Linked DNA regions of Anas platyrhynchos: region 1 is linked to region 2. Evidence: chromatin contacts called from public Hi-C data. All regions are on one chromosome and are shown on one strand. Each heading gives the region's core, a stretch centred on a gene start, on an enhancer-like site or on the middle of the called end of the contact. The rest is flanking DNA. Distances are from core to core; before and after follow the strand shown. Region 1 overlaps SYNE2 (spectrin repeat containing nuclear envelope protein 2). Region 2 has its middle 14 kb from the start of SYNE2.

Region 1 (3,037 bases), core at 264-2,763, 150 kb before region 2:
GAACAGCAGAGGTGTAGGCAGCTTCCACTGACATACTCCAGAGGAAGAAGGCCAGAGTATTTTTTTGAAAAGCAGATTGAGTCAGAAAGCTGAAGATGTCCATTTTTAACTCAACAGAAAAATACCAATGCAATTTCTTTATTTTCTTAAACTGCAGGTGTAGGTCTGTCCTTTCTCCCCCTGTATTCAAACTGCTTTGAAAGTGGACTTTTTCTTGCTCTCATCCTTGGACACATTAACTTTTGGCATGACAGAGACTTAAAAGGAAGTTCTTAGGAAGGTTAAGTTCAAGAATACTTAACAATTTTTTTGCACCAGCTCCTGCCATTTCATGAAGAAGATTAAGAATACTGGTGGAAAGAATATGTATACGAGGAAATCTGAATGCAATCAAACCCTTTACCTGGCTGACAACGTTGTCCCTCATTTCACACAGCTCAGCTATCCTGAAAGGCGCAGCTTCCGGGGATTGTTCTGCACTTTCATTTAAAGCTACAGTCTGTATGAGCTCATCGAGCATTTTGGATTTAGTTGCAAGCTGATTTTCTAGGTCCTAGACGAAAAAAGAGAGAGAGAAAATGAAGATAAATTAGATCTTTTAATGAGACTATAGAAAAACTCTTCTATATGAGGAGTTTAGATAAACATTCCTTCTTTAAAACCAGCCCCTTCAGCCATACATCACCACCACCATTTTACAACTGATTCACAATGACTTCTTTACAGGTATATAAAATGACAGCAGCTGCTTTAGGCAGTCTCCTGCAGCTGGAGCTAGAACCAGTCCATTTAGTGTCAGCATAAGCACTGGACATCATGCCTGGAAATGAAATCTGCAAGAACTAATTCCTCAGCCACTATGCAGGCCTCTCTGTACCTCTCCAGACATAGAAAGTTTTTACATTAATGCAGGTCAACTTTTCTTCAGGCAGGTTAGCGTTCAGGTCCTCCTCTGCTCCAGGAGACCCAGGAAGATAGGAACTGACATTGCAATAGGAGAAAAGTACCCAACATCCTAAAAACTTCTAGAAAGTTATCTTCTGCTTGCCTGCTTAGTCAGAGACTTTCTCTCATGGGAGAGAAACCACTAAAATAAATGCTTGGGAGAATAGCTTCCTCAACACAGTCAGCAAGGTTCTTAGTCTTGACATGCTGGATAAAGCTCATCAGTGACTTTTTCACAGCATGAGTAAATACTCATACACACTACGGACATTTCCCTGTAATACAACACATTAAGTTATGACCTTTTCCCCGCAACTACTGTCCCCAAAACATAATCAAATTTTGATCTCATTTTTATTGAGCAAAAAATTGTAATTAAACATCTTAGCCACCTGAATCTCAGCACTGTATTTTGCTGTGAGTAGGGTGGTATTTTAGTCAAAGATACCCCGTGCCTTTCTTCCATTTGGACCCTTCAGTGCATTTCAGAGTGCTTCAGGGAGATGAGTAACTCAGTGTATACCAGAACACTCTGGGGAATAATAGCAGCCTACTATGAGAGAGAGACATGTAACCATGGAAATGAAAGAACAAATATTCAGCGTAAAAAAATAGAAATGGAATACTGTACTGAACGAAAACAGCAGACTGCCAGAGTAATAGGATTCAGTTATTAGCTGGCTGCATCTGTTCTAATTTTGAGGGAGCCCGGTGCCTAGAAAAATTCAACAAAACCGAAGTATACCTAGATTCTTGAGGCTGGTGCACAGAAATTACATTCTAGTGCTGGAGTATGGACAGTTACTACTTTTCCAAATGAGACTGTGCAGTTCCCACAACATAACCACCACAGAGCTCTTCAAATTAATGGAACAATAGCTTTATCCATAGCTGTGTCGAACCAAGAGAACTCTCTCTTTTGAAGGCATCTCAGAATATGTTCTATAATATTGCTGCACATTCCAAACACCATGAAACAACAGTAGGTGTGTCTTCAAATGGAGGAAAAAAAAAAAAAAAGCAATTCACATCATTGGTGGGTCTAGGTCTTTACTACCAAAACTTACCATGCTTTGACGTTACACTGTATTACTCTTCTAGGAAACAGCAACTTCTTTTACATGTTTTTCTGTTAAAATCTGTGCAGCTCTTTAGGCTGGATTCAGCAAAGTGTTTCATACGTTTTGGACAATAATAATCCACACATAATGCTTTACCTTGCAATCATCTAATGTGTTCTGCGCAGACATCAGACTTTCTGGGGTTTGTAAAGATCTTAGTCGATCACTCTGAGCTTCCAGCCAGTTGTGTAGAGTCTGTGCTTTGTTCTCATTTTCAGTAATATCTTCCAAAAGGTGTTCCAGGTCTTGTATCTGAAAGTTACAGAAATATTTTAACTTACTTAAATCTAGAGGTGGGAAGAAACAGGGTTCCCCCTTCCATAACTAAATTTGAGATTACAGTATTTTATTTAAATAATACTTCGAATGTAAATGTAAAAAGTATTTTGAATATAAATGTTTTGAAAGGGAACAAGGCATTGTGGGATCTGAAGCTGGCAGACTGTGCATCTGAGAAGTTGGGGGCCTTGTCTACCTTGGCAAGATCATACAGAGTATGAAAATCTCATTTGCCCTAGAACCCACTGACAAAGTTACTGACAAGCAAGGTTACAAGCAAGGGAAAAGTCTCATATCTTCAGTCTTAGCCCTGAGAATCCACTAAATACTAGAATGTGGTTCCTTGAAAACAGAGAAGATAACCTTTTCTCCCACAAAACTTTCATCACTGTGCAAGAACTGAATTTTCCACTTGGAAATGTTTCTGGAGACTTTCCGAGTCAGAAAAATTTGGGAATATTCTGTTTGATCAACATTTTTTGCATCAGGGAGGGCAGCTTGTCCCAGTGTCCTGCAAGCTCAGAAGAGGAACAGATGAAAGAGGAACATGGTACAAGGGTTCCGTTTGTGTTTTTGGATTCTGCCCTTCCCCTGGTCTTTTCCATGCTGCATGATTCACACTGGCTTTTCTAGGCACTGAGGCACCCAAGCACTGGCATCTAATTCTGGATGCATGGATTATTTCTAGTCTT
Region 2 (2,700 bases), core at 40-2,539:
TTAGCAATATGTAGAGGAAAATGTCTAGTTTCGCTTTATTTATGGAGTTCCTTAAAAAGAAGATTCTTATGGATGCAAAATAAATTTACAAAACATGACTTTTTTTTTTTTTTTAACAAAGAAAAAATTAATGTGCACTCCCCACGTTTAATCACAGCCTTCAATAATGATTTCAGTTACACAGAGAGATAAAACATTCCTCAGTTCAGGTTAAAACCTAAACCAAATTTAAAATGTTGGGATTATTCAGGATTACTATAGCGTCCAGGCTAAATCTCTGGGTAAATACTTGACTCATGTTTTCTGCTCTGCAAGTGTATTAAATAGGCAATAAAGCCTCTCCCTGAATAAAGAGTCCTGTGTCTCACAATACCTCTTTCAGGGCTGCAGCAAGCTCACAGACCCTGAAAGGCCCCTGCCTGCCTGTGAGAGGAGCAGGATGTAAATGCAGAGGGATGCTGCACCCTCCTCATCCATACCCTGTGGCCAGCTCAAGGAGATGTGGGCATCAGGAGGGGACGGGGTTTCTGAAGTGATTTCCACTGCAATAGCTTCTTTCAAAGCAAATTGTCCTCAATAGCAGTTCCCAGTGCCTCATGTCCTTGCAACCATACATGATTTTACTTGTTACATCTCCATGTCTTTTTTTCTCTTTTATTTCTTTTTTCTTTTCCTCTTTTTTTTCTTTTTCTTTTTTTTTTTTCTTTTGTTTGCCTCTGCTGTTGCATACTTCGTTAAGGCTTTACTGGGACACCAACCTGATACTTCATCAGCAAAACCTCACACAAAGCAAAGGTTCAGCTGCTGAAAGAAGCCAAAAGTATCCCATCCGCACCAAGTTTTGTTTGCTTGGAGTAGAGCAAACTTAATTGCATGGAAATAGCAATGTGCATCAACCAGGCAATCATGCCAGCACTGGAGTGCCTTATAGTATTTACTTCTGGTCTTGAATAGCAGATTTGGAGACTGAACACCACCTCCCAGCATCATTTCTTTGGGCAGAAGGGTGTCAGTGTTTCAGACTTACCATAAGTGTTAATTTCTGTACGTGCTTTCAGTTTGCAGAAGCACACCAGCACCCACCCCAGGCGCACAGCAGACATACACACACTGGCACTGCGCCCTGCCCAGCACAGACGAGGAGGCTGGAAGGGCTGCTGCCATCCTACTAGAACTGGCTGGTGCCTCGCAGCTCCCTGCAGCCTGCAGGCAGCCTGAGCATTGCTGAGCGAACGCCTCTCGGTCCCATTCCTCTTTTCCATCTCTGTTATCGCTCAGCTCACAAATGCAGAGCTCCCCTTGCTTCTGCACAGCTGCTCACGCTGATAACTGAGTTGGCTGCCGAGAGTCAGGAAATCTCTCACATTCCCCGCTAGAGGTGGCCAAGAAGCAGAGCTCCTTTTTTGCTTATTTTCATCCCCACCTTGTCCCCGTAAAGCACAATAAATACGGAGTCCCTATGTCAGCAAGGGGTTCTGCAGACAAGAACATCTCCTAGCATAATGCTCTGAGCTACCTGCATTGTGTGAGGCTTCCTTCATGCCTCTGGTGCCCATGTGGGTGAGACTTGATAATAAATCCCCCATTTTGGGACAGGAATGAAGCAGTTGTACTGAATGTACAGCCAGGGCCTGAGGGGTTGCGGAGAGCAGAGGACCCACTGCACGTGTCCTGCAGTCACGCAGGGATCTGGGCATGTGGGAGGTGTTGGTGGGGACAGGTCACCGAATTTCAGCTGCTGCACCTCTGGAAGTATTCAGTGAACAGAAAGGTTGAGTCTGTGTACCACTGCCAGAGCTTCCAGGCACTCTGACACACAGACACCCACACCCATCCCCTAAATTAGCCTCATTCTAATTAACTTAAATGAGCACAGAAAGCTGAAGGTGAGTGTCCTGGGAGGCTCGCGTGTGCCTTCTCACTCTCACACAAGTTTCTCTTTACCTTCATCTGGAAAGCAGACTAACTTACTCCAAGCAATATTACAAAGCTTTTGCACAGAGGCTGGGAACGCTGCTCCTCACAGCCCTACAAACAGGGCACATTTCCAGAATTTTCATCCCTGGTCCCTTTTATTTTTTGCCACAAATTTCCATCCCACTGCTTTAGGTTTCTCCTCACCCACGCTGTACCTGCCCCGGGACGCCTGAAGGGCTTTCTGTGGCCAAGTGCTGCAGGAAGAAGAATGAAATGAGGTGTCTTCAGAGCAACGCCCCATGACCCCGAGCAGGTCGCAGTGTGCACAAGCCAGATATTGGGTTAGTTTTCCTTGCTCCCTGCTCCCATATCCCAACCTCCCAGCCCCGTGCCAGCCAGGGCAATGCTGGTGCTGCTGGATATTTTCCTACATGTCTCCCCTCCTCCTCTAGCTCCACAGATGCAATTCTGTCAGCGTGATTTCATAAATGCTGGGATTTATTTGACACCGGGATCAGCACATTTTATGCACCTACTACCTGTAGCGACCATCAGGCCTGGGGTGTGTGTACAGACGTATTTAAAAAACTGAACATTTATCGGTAATTACTCTAATTGCGTAGCTTGACCTGCTAAGCCTCCTGTTCTGGCGATGAAATTCATTTGCCTAAAGAGGTTCCATCTTCAGTCTCCCTTTCTGTGCCGCGATGTTGGAGGCAGGTGGCAGCAAGGTTTGCTGAGTCCCCAGAGCTGGATCCACATCTCACAGGGGGCCCACAAGCA

The links. A called contact is a pair of places that touch in the nucleus more often than the background predicts.
Region 1: a contact with region 2 is called in a Hi-C map of skeletal muscle, with 3 times the contacts expected there. The contact joins two enhancer-like sites. A contact is called at or near these places in 2 of 8 Hi-C or Micro-C datasets (F1 follicle and skeletal muscle).

Annotation. Positions count from the first base shown.
Region 1 is chr5:7,662,132-7,665,168 of IASCAAS_PekinDuck_T2T, reverse strand. SYNE2 (spectrin repeat containing nuclear envelope protein 2) reads right to left here. Exons shown (of 117, transcript XM_072038196.1): 86 at 2,163-2,318; 87 at 404-553. Among named protein-coding and RNA genes, the nearest start is that of TRNAL-CAG, 68 kb to the right of the region's middle. Within about 2 kb of position 1,513, at least 1 of the 8 cell types and tissues checked has an H3K27ac peak or open chromatin away from gene starts, as enhancers often do.
Region 2 is chr5:7,513,965-7,516,664 of IASCAAS_PekinDuck_T2T, reverse strand. No RefSeq gene overlaps it. Among named protein-coding and RNA genes, the nearest start is that of SYNE2, 14 kb to the left of the region's middle. Within about 2 kb of position 1,289, at least 2 of the 8 cell types and tissues checked have an H3K27ac peak or open chromatin away from gene starts, as enhancers often do.